Regions from separate parts of the Anser cygnoides genome. Here region 1 is linked to region 2. A link is a contact called in public Hi-C data. All regions are on one chromosome and are shown on one strand. The core of a region is the stretch at or near the end of the contact, and the rest is flanking DNA. Distances in the headings are between cores, read along the strand shown. Region 1 overlaps CCDC57 (coiled-coil domain containing 57). Region 2 holds the start of DUS1L (dihydrouridine synthase 1 like).

The links. Hi-C and Micro-C count contacts between places; a contact is called where the count stands out from the background.
Region 1: a Hi-C map of liver shows a contact between it and region 2, with 4 times the contacts expected there. The contact joins the enhancer-like site here to the promoter of DUS1L in region 2. A contact is called at or near these places in 2 of 7 Hi-C or Micro-C datasets (both in liver).

The regions. Positions count from the first base shown.
Region 1 is chr19:13,078,850-13,084,823 of Taihu_goose_T2T_genome, reverse strand. It overlaps CCDC57 (coiled-coil domain containing 57), which reads left to right. Exons shown (of 11, transcript XM_066980358.1): 5 at 1-208; 6 at 2,010-2,110. Among named protein-coding and RNA genes, the nearest start is that of CCDC57, 16 kb to the left of the region's middle. Within about 2 kb of position 2,948, at least 1 of the 3 cell types and tissues checked has open chromatin away from gene starts, as enhancers often do. A contact at or near this core is called in liver, where this site is marked.
Region 2 is chr19:13,012,452-13,019,135 of Taihu_goose_T2T_genome, reverse strand. It overlaps DUS1L (dihydrouridine synthase 1 like), which reads left to right and starts at 4,886. Exons shown (of 13, transcript XM_066980404.1): 1 at 4,886-5,381. The coding sequence starts at 5,145. FASN (fatty acid synthase) reads left to right here. Exons shown (of 43, transcript XM_048050305.2): 43 at 1-3,150. The coding sequence ends at 13.

The DNA.
Region 1 (5,974 bases), core at 1,699-4,198, 68 kb before region 2:
CTTCAATATGATGATAAAAGTTATCTTAGAAAAGATATTCCAATCTTGGAAATACAGAAGCTGAAGGAGCAGAATGCCAGCCTTCGGGCTGCTGTTGCACAAATGAGGAAAGAAATGGAGAGTCTCGATGAACAGATGCAGTCCTCTCTTCCTCTGACGGAACAAACTATCACTGGCCTAACTGCAGAAATCTCGTCACTCACTCCTGGTAATTTGATGGAAAGGGCTGAGGGTGTTGTTACACAGATGTATGTGTAACTGTCCTGAATGCTTTTTTTTTTTTTTCTTCACTTAGGTGACACTCTTAGCTTAAGGAAAATAAATTTTTTTAAATGTATCAGAATTAAAAATACATAGTACTTTGAAATGCATCCCTTTTACCAAATGTTGTCACAAATCAGTGGGTGACTAACAGATTTTTAGCCTCTCTTAGAAACATTTTAATATATCACTGATTAAAAACTTCCATCTTTTTTCTTTTTTGCATTAATCTTTTTGGGAAAAAGCTGATAACAGAAAATAAATAAATGCATGAACTATAGAAGGCTTGTCCACTACATTTAGACATATTTTGTAGTAAATTTATGAAAATTTTTGAAGTTTGATTTTGGTTGGCACTAGTACAGGCCTGTTTGGAAACAAACTGAAATTTGTCTTCATAAACATTCTTGTGACTCTTAGAACTTTGGAGAAAATAGGGAAGGAATCAACTATAACTTAGTAATGGAATAAGGGGCTCTGATTTATTTTCATTTAAAAAAAAAATGAATAGACGAGAACTTTTTCAAGGACTTGTGTGGAATAGCTAGCCCTGTTTTTTAGCACCTTTCACCAGTTATGTAAGTGCAGGTGGATAGCTGTTCTATGCGTCTTTCCACGCCTCGTTTATGTAAACATTTAAGTTCTGATTGCTTTAAGCTATTCCAGAGCCACTATGAATTGTTTTCTGTATTTCAGAAAACTAAGGTAACACAGGTGAAAATTACTCTGTTGTACCAAGCTGTCATTAAGCTTCTCTGTTTTAATTTTGCACTAAGGTGGGATCTGTCATATCAGTTTGCAGAATTAGTTTTAAACTGTCACTTATAATGTGAAATAATGAGCTAATGAAGTCTGCATTTTTATTAAATTTAAGCATATTTTTCTTGGTAGCCTTGCTAATAATGAAACATTAATAACCAATTAAAGCAATTTTTTTAATCAAAAAATAGTAGTTCTTTTATACAAGCGGTTAAAGTTAGTCCGTTGTTTTTTGAAGATACAGTCCAAGATGCAGATTTATGCCTGCTAGAATTTATCAGTGTCCAAGAGAACCAGTTGTTTTTGTCAGCTGATAAACGTTTTCAGAAATTAATTATCCATTTCTTCTTTGGCTGAAATTCTTTATTCAACTAAAATAATCCTTCTTATATCCCTTTAAAATTATAGAGAGATTATGTTTGATCTCTAAAAGAGTTTATAATGTTAAATACAAAATTTTTAAGACAGTGGGAGAGTAACTTAGAAGGGCATTTCTGGTTTCCAGAAAGTCCTCTGTTCTTTCCCCTGCCTTGTCCACATAATTCAAAATGTTCAGACTCCCATTTTTACTGTAAGTAAAAGAAACATTTTTCAGAATTGATTTAAATTTATTGGTGATTTTTTTTCAACTGTGATAGAAAGAATCTGCTATGTCTTAACTATTCGTGTTATACTGAGTACTGCCAGTTTCCCAACAATTAAATAATGCAGTACTGGAAGAAATAAAAACTTCTGTCTGTGTGCTACTTACCCACAAATTGAACTTTGTAATATGTCGTCGATAGACACTTCTGTATTTTGTAGATGACTGATATTTACATATCGTGAGACTGTACTACTTTCTATATTTCCTCAGCTCTGTTTACAATGCATCTACTGAAGTAATATAAATGTATAGTAATGAGAAAAAGTTCTGCAGCTATTGCTGTGAAAGCCCAAACTATATAAATGTGTATACATTCATATTATACTCCTCTTTTTTTTAAAAGGTTCATTTTGCACAGACCAAGTTTCAGTTAGAACCACGTTGAACAACATCAATGTCAGCTCAAATAACTTGGGTTGTATAATAAACCCAAACACAGAAAAGGTACGAAGAGATTTAAACTACCTAAAATATGTATGTGTAATTAATAATTATTTTATATATATTATATATATATATAATATATTATTTTATATACTCCTATTTAGTCAGTAATGAGCTAGCAGTGACTTTTTTCAGACAAACTTACGCTCATTCTTTCTAGGGAATAAGTTTTGACTAGTTATTCCCTGGCACAAGTCATTTCTGATCTTTCAAGCTCTTTTTGATCTTTTTCCTCCCCCATTTTCAAATTCTTAAGCTGTTGTGTATCACCTGAGTTTTCTGTTTTAAATTTGTTAGCCTTTTTTTAATATCTAAAATTTTCCAATATGCTTTGAGGTGGATCAAGATGATAATGTAGATACTGTGTCAATAGTGGACTTTAACCAGCAGGTACTGTGAAGCTTTGGTTTGCATTTGCTTTTTGTTTTATGAAAATATGAATTTGAGCTCCTGCCTTGTCTTTATTCTTTCTTCACTTTCTTTTTTTTTTTTTTTAGCCTCTTCTCATTCTAGCCTTTGTCCTCCAGAAAGAGGAACTGGGGATATTGTATGAGATGTATGCGTTTTCCTTTAGAGAAACTGACGTGCAGGAGCATTTTCCCAGAACAGGCTCGACAACCTGAACTGTCACAGAAGCGCTGGGGGTGCTCGCTGGGGTGGGCTGGCTGGCTGCACGGTGGTTTCCTCGGAGAGCCTCGGACCGGCCGGCTCGCGGGGCTCGCTTCCGCCAGTCCGTCGCTAGGGGGCGGCGCTGACTGGGTAGCGAGGCCCCGGTGCGGCGGGCCGGCCCTGGGGGCCTTTTGCGTAGCCCGCAGGCCACCGGGGGGTTAAGGGCCTGGTCGGTCTGACCGGGAGAAACCGCTGAGCGCGTCCGTCGGTTGGAGCTCACACCACAAAAGACGGAAAAGCTCATTGGCTTTGGAAGCGTTTTTATTCAGTTCTAGGGTTTACAAATGTTAATTCTCATTACGTTGTTTTAAAGGGTAGGAGCGATGTCGGCATTAAAGTATGATGGAGGCATCTCTCAGTAAAAATAATAATGGGGTTGAGAGCTGAAACAATAACGCAGAATACCAAGTAAGGAGTAGGTCACTATAGGGTCTCCCCTTACTGTCTCCCAGAGATTTCATGGTATAGCAAAAGAATTTTAAAGACAGGTTAAAATACAATTTCAAAATATTTTTTTTTCTAATTCTTAAGTCATCTGTAAAATCTACTGATGTCTTTTATGATTTAATTTTACTGCTAAGACTCACCAGTAACCTTCTAAGTTCAAGAAAATGGAAATAGTAACTAAGTAATAAAGAATGATGAGAGATAATTACATTAAAAGCTAATAGGTTTAAGAGCTGAAACAATAACAATGTTTAAATAAAATCTCAGAACCTTTTGAACACTGTAAAAACACACACAACCTACCATCCACAATGATGTTTAATATCTTTAAATACTGCATTATTTTGCTGAATATAAAAGTAGTTTTGTTTGTTCCTACTGTGAAATTACATCTAGGAAGTTGTGTGCCAGTATAGACAGATCTTTTTTTCCTCTTCTGCTACTTCCAGAATTAGTTGAAAACTGAATTTTGTACCAACTACTCTCTTCTTTTGCAGAAAATATTTTACAAGCTACTGTCACAGATGCATTCTTATTTTCTTTTGAGTTCTTTTAAGTAGGGATGAAACCTTTAAAAAAAAAAAAAAAAGTGAGTGTGGCTTTGCCTTGGAGACACTAAGATAGTTACTGAACATTCTCTGTGCCAGAGATTAAACCTTTGCTTCATGGTGCTAAACTGTAATTGAATTCTCAGGGCTGGATACGAGAATAAGAATATTTTGCAGACAGCGATCTGCATCTTCAGTATGAAATAGTGAATTACTCTTGCTTTATGTGTATAAACAAGTAGTAGGACATGGACCTAAAAATAAAAAGATTTCTGAATTTCAGTCCTAACTCTACATCTTACAAGCTGTCATCGTGTGTAATGCTGTTGAATGTTTTTATGAAAAGGTCATGAAAAATGAATTTTAAGGAAATAGTATTCTTCTCATTGACGTGCATTGCACTTTCACTTCTTGGTACAATGGAGGTGGTACATAGCATGACAGTTGGTAGTACTGTAAGTGGGCATTGCCTTTACCTCTCTTTATGTTAAGCCTCGGTGTTTTAATTTCACTGTGTTTGTATGAGGGCAGAATGTAATAATTTTCAGCTGCTTATGTTGATAGCTTTGATATAAATTACTTTCTGTACACCAATGTGATGTGCCTTCCTTCTTCCACTGTGATGTCTTTCATCATGTTTTTACAGATGCTACCCCTGCATTTATTTCTCCACCCTTCTGCCTCTCCTGGTTTTAGCTGAGATTGAATTAGCTTTCTTCATAGAGACTTGTATAGTGCTGTATTTTTAGATTGGTGATGAAAAATAGTGTTGATAGCCCACTGATGTTTTAGTTGTTGCTGAGCAGTGCTTACAGTGAGTCAAGGTCTTTTCTGTTTCCTTTGCTGCCCTGCCAGTGAGGAGGCTGGGAGCACACAAGAAGTTAGGAGGAGACACTGCCAGGACAGCCGACCCAAACAGACCAAAGGGTTATTCCATACCGTACGCTGTCATGCTCAGTAACACAACCTGGGTAAAAGGAGGGGGAAGGGAGAATGTTTAGAGTGATGGCATTTGTCTTCCTAAGTAACTGTTATGTGTGATGAACTTGTGTTCCTGGAAACAGTTGAACATCTGCTTGCCAGTTGGAAGCAGTGAACTAATTCCTTATTTTCCTTTGCTTGTCTGCACAAGCAAAACATCTTAAACCATGAGTTCTTAAGCTTGTACCTTTTTGGTTCTTTCTGCAGTCCCACTGAGGGGGAGTGGGTGAGAGCCTGTGTGTTGCTGAGCTGTCTACCAGGATTAAATCACAACACTTACCAAAGTGTTTGTGGACTTGTATGCTTTCTGTTTATGTTCTCAAGGGCCTCCTCTTTTATCCTCCTTTTTTCAGATATGTGAATCTGTCTGAAGAAATAAGAGAGTGACTTAGTATGTCAGGCAACTCCCAAAGAATGTGGTGGTTTTGTTTGTTTGCTTTTTGTCAGTATGGATAACACCTTTCAGTGTGTACTCTTTGAATCACAGTGTTCAGGGTGACTTTAGTTGAAAGCTGATTGGGACAGCACCATTACAGTGCACTGCACAGTTACAGTGTACTACACTTCTGTTTTCTTTATATACAGAAGAGTAAACATGTAGATGAGCAAGTTTTTTGCAAAACTATTTTAACATGGGTGATGTTTAGGTACTTGTGGTAATGTATAGTATTAAAAAAAAGTCTTTAGGGAGACGATTTGTTTGGTGAATGATGAGTATTTAAATGAATATTGAAACGTGTCCCCCTGTAAGGGGGTTGAAAGAAGTCAGGCTCTTGAAAAACGTGGATGTGATTCTATGATTCTGTTCTATTCTATGATTCTGCCTTAATGATTCTGTGATTCTATGGTCTTTTGGGTAAATACTTCATATGTGCAAGACTCCATTAGGGTTGCAGAGACAAAACCAATTATAGTAACTGCTTTTTATTCTGCAGCCTTTCTCTCTTAACAATGTTTTAAGTCATATCCACCCCACGTGTGCATATGCACACAATGATTATATAAAAAAGGGTTTGTGGTAGCTTGCTACTTCCAGTAAAATGTTTTTTCCACGTTTTATTTTGGTATTATCCACGCTCATGTTTACAGTTATGTGGTGTGTATCCTATATGTATTACTTTATATTTACAGTTAACAATATGGAGCATACTTGTTGGAACTTCCTAGGCTGTGATAGTGATTTATTCCATGGTTTAAATTTGTTTTGTATTGCTAACAA
Region 2 (6,684 bases), core at 3,637-6,136:
CAGAGAGGGTTAAGTTCTGCTCGCTTACTGTCAATGGTGAAGAAAATGCCAACAACATTCCTTGTTATGACAGACCCCAAGGAACTCTTCCTGTTGTTCAACATCTCATCTGCTCTGCTGCCAGAACTGGGAAGTCCAGCTGCATTTGATTGGTCTTTCTCACTCACTCACTCTTCTTTCCCAACTTTTATGGGTTCTCTCTCCTTTTTCCCTTTTTATGCTTTGTTTTATCCCTGTCCATGTTACATTAGTGCTGTGACTCTGTCACTGTGCACTGCTGTGAGGGTTCCCCACTGATGGTTGCTTCCTACACCTTTGGCAGTATGAAAAACAAATTTAGCAGTAGATTTCTTGTGCTCTATATTGTTTTGTCTTAACAGTATTCCAAAGGGTAAGTGATAGCACTTGTTGACCAAGCCCAGTGAGCAGAGAGGGGAGCTGCAGCTGATTTCGGAGATACCTGTTGTCTGTGAAGAATCTGTCTGTAGGTCAGAAAGAGAATTCCATTGAGGCTTTTGTAACTATGTTTTGTTTTGTTTTGTTTTTAATTTGATATATTCTAAGTATTTATTGTGTCAAACCAGAGACTTCTTGCTTGGTTTTAATTTATCGTGGGTACCGGAGAAAAACATCCATTTTGGAGGGGTAGGTTTATTCTACAAGGGAAAGTTGCCCATTTTTTAAACCAAAGTGCATCTTTGGAACAGCCTGTTTCTTTTTTGTTTATTTGGTGTTTTTTGTTGTTTTGGTTGGTTGGTTTTGTGGGTTTTTTTTGTTTTGTGGCTGTGTTTTTTTTGTTTGTTTTTCACCCCCCCACACACACCCTGCCCTGTTCAGAAAGGAAATGGTAGAAGGGAGGGTTCTTGCCATCATTCTCTCTTTTGAGAAGAGAGAGGAGTGGGGGGCAGGATGGATGGTTCAACAGATGCAACTGTATTGAACAGCATTAACTTGAGCTGATAAAAACAGGCAGAGCTGTCCCTAGAGATGTACTCGGTTTATATTTGTGCAAGGTTCTGTTCTATGCTTTACCAGAACCATAGTAAAGCATTACTATTGCTTCACCTTTATTCCCTCCCACCTCCAGTCTCTCCACCCAACCAGCCATTTGGAGTGTCAGGGGGAAGACAGTTCTTCATTGCTAACTGTACAAGTCCTCCTACCCCTGCTCTCCCATAACTGAAGCTCAGGCAAACATACAAGCATCTACCCAAAGCCCCTGCATATTTTATTTAGCACAGGGCTCGCTTAAGCCTTGGGTATTGATTTTTCTCTTGGCAATGAGATGGGAGATCCTACATAACTTAGTTAATTTATCAGTTTGGCATGATTTTAAGATATAGTACCTTTTTAAAGGAAACTTTAAATACAATACAAACATAAAATACAATTAAAAAAAATAGTCTTTGCTGTGTTGGATCTGTCTTTTCCAAAATCAGTAAATCCTTGCTACGCTTATGATACAGAGGAGACCAGGATAGCAACAAGGTACCAACTAGGAGGCGTTATTGTGCCTCCCAGAACTGCTTAATCCCCAGTTCTTTGTGTATTCATTCCCCAGTGAAGTATCCTGTTAGTACAGGAGCATTCTAGTGAGAGGAACAGCTGACTCCTCACTCAGGTTCTGCCTAGTGTTTTTTGCTTATACTACCCTCTGTGGATAGTGGCTGGGTTAACTGGTTTTAGTTTTTTAAGGTATTTCTTTTGTGAAATCTGAAATAAAAACAACGTAATGTCAGCTTAAAGCATTTCCAGAATAAATCTTGTTCTCCTTTCTTCCTTTCTTCCTTTCTTCCTTTCTTCCTTTCTTCCTTTCTTCCTTTCTTCCTTTCTTCCTTTCTTCCTTTCTTCCTTTCTTCCTTTCTTCCTTTCTTCCTTTCTTCCTTTCTTCCTTTCTTCCTTTCTTCCTTTCTTCCTTTCTTCCTTTCTTCCTTTCTTCTTTTAATATATATTTTTTTTTGGTCTCAAGAATGTCTTTGTCTCTCCTAGAATTAAACAGAATTGATCACTCGTTGGCTTTTTGTCTTATTCTCTATTACCATTTTTTTAATCCTAACTTTTATTTGGAATCTCTCATTTCTTGATATAAAACTGCTGCTGGCATATCTAATTTGGATCTGTAGAAATAACAATAATAAAGAAGACTTGAATATTATTTTGGAGCATGGCTTCTTATTGCCATGATTTTAGTATCTTAGATGCAACCAAACCACACACCCACAGGACTGAAGTGGAAACCCTCAAATTCTAATTCTGGCTTCATTGTTGTGGTTTTGGACAAGCCATTAATGCTACCACCTCAGTTTCCCCATCTGTAAAATGGGACTAATAGCATCTACCTCAAGGTCATTGAGAGTGCTAGATAGGCAATGGGTATACATGCTATTAAGTTGTTAGGTATGATGATCAGGTGTTAGCTGGCAATGGAAGGAGGCAGGCAGGTAATGTGTGAAGGGGAAGGTGCCTTACATCTGCAAAGAATGTGATACCGAGGAGTGGCTATATGTACTGGGCATATGTGCATAATATGGGACTTCATTGTTATCTACTGCATGCTATCCATGCACATCCTAGCATATGACACCATGTAAAACAAAAACGATGAGGACTGATATTTTTTTTTTCTACTTGTTTTACTGCTGGCAATGGTAGTGAGCCTCACACAGAGTGAAATAATCCTATTTGCCTTGGTTATGTTGAAAACCTAGAATGAAAAATAAAGGAGTGATTAAACTTTAATCAAACAGGTACAATATTTCTGCACTAAAATGAAGTGTTTAACAAGTCTGACCCAGCTTCTCAGCTTGGAATGAAAGTGGTGCAGTTCTGAATGGGCTGTGTGGAGGGAGCAAGGACTAATGCTGTTCCAGCTCTCTGAGCAGGAGTTTTACAAGTTCTCTGTATAAACATAAATGTGCATGGTCTCCTCTAGGCAAAGCTTGAAGATACTGGTTTAGTAATAGAAGTTCCTCCACAATTACTTATAGCCTTTATTCTCTCAATGTTCTTGTGGTTGTTATTTGAAAAGCAGAAGGTTATTGTTCTGTTTTTCCCATAATTGTCTAATTATGAGCTACTGCCCTGTAACCCATTATGTAACTGGCTACTGAAAACAGTGTGCCAAAAATAAAAACCTTATTAGTGCTGGTATTGCTTGTTATTTCTCAGTGGTCTATTAACTACATGGGTGGAAAAATAGCAGCATCATGCAAAATGAAATACTGCAATTGCTGATTTGAGAAGTCAAAGATTTACCCTTCTTTGTGAAACTGAAGTGGAAATCTCTTGTCAATTGATACCTGCATTCCTTTTCAGTTAGTTTCTCAGAGGCTTCTCTACACCATGCTGGTCTTTCTTGAGACTGCAAAACATAGCCATTTATTGGCCCTGAAGCCTTACTTAGGCTCACAAAAACACATACTGCTGTTGTGAAATGGTGTGCAGTAAACCTTGAATCTGCAATATAGCTTAACACTAAAAGAGAACAAGAACATATGGTACACAGTGGATATAATTGTCAGCACTAAAGCTATTACTTTGCTTTTGTATTCTGTCAGCTTCCTGAGGGGAAGAAATACTCCTTTTTTTGCCAAAGACAATAACTTTACAAAAAAAAAAAAAAAAAGCCCTGAAGTGTCATAGATTAACAGAACTCGCATGACTTTAAACAATTATCCCAGACAGCTGAAGTGGAGAAGCTTTCTGTCTTTGGAAATGAGAGAGGTCAAGTAAAATCCAAAAGATTTAGGATAGAGTAGTGAAAAGGAAGCAGGCATTTGTTACTCCTGCAATTAGTTAAGATCGAGCACCTTGCCTGCAAATCAGGGTCAAAATAAAGGAAAAATAAACCCTGGAGAAACAGCATAAGGGGAAAGGGGAGGGTTGGAGAGTCTGGGTATTTAAAACAGCGGAACTGATTGCTTAGGCCTCTGGAAGGTAGTGGAAGAGGTGGTAAGAAAGAACCAGAAGAGCTTCAAGCTTAACTATTCCTTGCAGCAGGATTCATCACAACCATGAGCGCTAGAAAAGCAGGGGGGAGAAATGTGGGATTAGGCCGTGAACTTGGAACTGTGAAGGCTGTCAGGAGACAAGCTCTAGCAGACTCCTGAACAATTGGAGAGTAGGTAGAACCCCTCTTAGACTATGTTTGTTGGAACGATTTTTGTTTCAATTTTCTCTCTTTTGAGGAAAAAATTGTCTAACGCTGTGACTAAATAAGTTACATTGATATGAGTGGAGTAGAAATGTGGCATTTTTCTATTTTTTTACTTTCCTGAAGGTACTCGCTGATGGGAACTCTTGCCCTGTGTCACCCCTGTGGTGATCAGTATTTTCTAAACTGACACAGAAGTGTAGTTTTGTCATATATGTTGTTTGGTTCAGTGGCTCATTCCACTTCTCTGCGCTGGTGTTACCTATCCATGCCTTTCATAACTTCGAGGATAAGTGAGGTCCCTCTTTCAGTCCGAGTTCACATTATTGTCAACAACCACTTCACCATGGCGTGTGCTGGGGATAGCGGATAAAGTGCAAGACCAAAGACGCTTCTCAGGACTTGGGCACTGCACTGGGGGAAGATGGGTGTGCTGCCCACTACCACGGGGTGCTCCGGACAACTACTGCTGCACAGGTCGCGCCAAGGGAGGCACGACCGGCGGACAGGGCTCATCGTGGTGGATCACAGCGGGCCGCGGGAGAGCAGCACGAGCAGTGGCACCGCCACCGGGCGCCGGCGTTGAGGCCGCCCGTGCCCGCCGTCACGGCGGCTGCCCCTCAGGCTGGGGCGGCGCGCGGCTATGCAGGGCCTCGGATGGGAACAGCCCTGTAACGTCCCGGCCGGTACCGCCCTCCGCGACCGTACACGCGGGGAGCGCGACCCCCGCGCTGCTTCACGGGGGCGATGATCTCGCCGTGAGGACTCCTCCGCGCGCGGCCCCTGCCGGGAATGCTGAGGTTTCCGGAGGGGACGGTGCGCAGCTGCACTGCTGAGCCGGCCGGAGGGAGATGGCGGTTGCACCGTCCGGCCGCCTCTGTGCCCTGCCAGGGCTCGGCGTTCGCGCCCGCCTCCAGGCCTCGGGCGGCGGTTGCGAGCCCCGGTACAGCGGCGCGAGGCGGCAGCTGCCGCAGCGCCGCGCGGGCGGGAGATGCCGAAGCTGCGCGGGGAGGCTTTCTGGCGGGAGACGCTGCGGAGCGCCCACTACGTGGTGGCGCCCATGGTGGACCAGAGCGAGCTGGCCTGGAGGCTGTTGAGCCGCCGCCACGGTGCCCAGCTCTGCTACACGCCGATGCTGCATGCCCAGGTCTTCCTCAGGGACGCCAACTACCGCCGCGAGAACCTCTACGGCGAGGCCTGTCCCGAGGACCGCCCGCTCATCGTGCAGGTGAGCGCCAGGACCGACCGCTCGGTTCGCTCCCGAATCGGCAGCCCCTACCGGGCCAGCCCTAGCGCCGCCAGCAGCGGCGGGGACTGCCGGGAAGAGCTTCCCGGGGGTTCGCCTTGCAGTGTGCTCTTGGGCAACAATGCGAAAGTCAGTCAACGTTGCCAAATGTGCCCTTGCCCTCGTCATCCACCCTCTGTGTTCGTAAATTCAGCCGTTCTCCAAACCTTCACGAGGACAGACTAGTCCATTTTACACAGATTTCAAAGTGGTTGTAGAGTATGACAGAAAAATCATTTTCTTCACGTAATAAGTACCAGGAACAGTACTTAGCTCGTGAAGACAAATGTGTTTTTCTGTTCACCCCATGGCTAGCAGAGAGGATTTGGTGTCTTAACCACAAAGACCTGAAGCGCTAGACTTCTAACACAGTGTCAGTCCTCTGCCCCTTGTCTTTGGAGATAGACTGCAGTTGGTCTTTTCTGGAGTCAAGGCTTGTTCCAGATCTTGTACCAGTCTAGGAGAATCACAGTTTTTTGAACGGGTCTCTGAAACCACGATCTCAGTGCTTAACTATAGTAAGAGACAGAAGAGCAAATGCAAGAAAAAGTATACCCCTTTAAGCTTGTTTTACTAGTGCTGTGTGAGGTTCGGGTACTTCTTACCACTCCATCCCAATGAGGGAGGGGCCTGTGGAGCTGGAGAATAATGCAGGGAAAGACAGTCAGTGTGAGCAGAGGAATGGTGTGATTATGAATATGAGCCAGCAGCGTGCCCTGGCAGCTGCCAGAGTGCATCAGGCACGACATTGCTAGCCAAAGGGAGTGATCATCCCACTTTGCTCTATGCTGGCGTGGCCTCACCTTGAGTACTGTGTGCGGTTTGGGGCAACAATAATTATAAGGAGGACCTAAAGTGTCCAAAGGAAAGTGACAAAGATGGTGAAGAGTCTAGACATGAATATAGATGAGGAGCAGCTGAATTCACTTGGATTGTTCAGCCTAGAAAAGAGGTGACTGAGGGAAGGCCTCATGGCAGCCTACAGCCTCCTCACAAGGGGAGCGGTGGGGCAGGCGCTGAGCTCTTCTCTCTGGTGACAATGACAGGACCTGAGGGAACGGCATGGAACTGCGACAGGAGAGGTTCAGGCTGGATGTTAGGAAAAGGTTTTTCACTGAAAAGGTGATCGGGCACTCAGCCAGGCTCCCCAGGGAAGAAGTCACAGCACTAAGCCTGTCAGAGTTCAAGAAGCATTTTGACAACACTTCCAGACATACAGTTTGTTTTTTAGGTGTTCCTGTGCAGA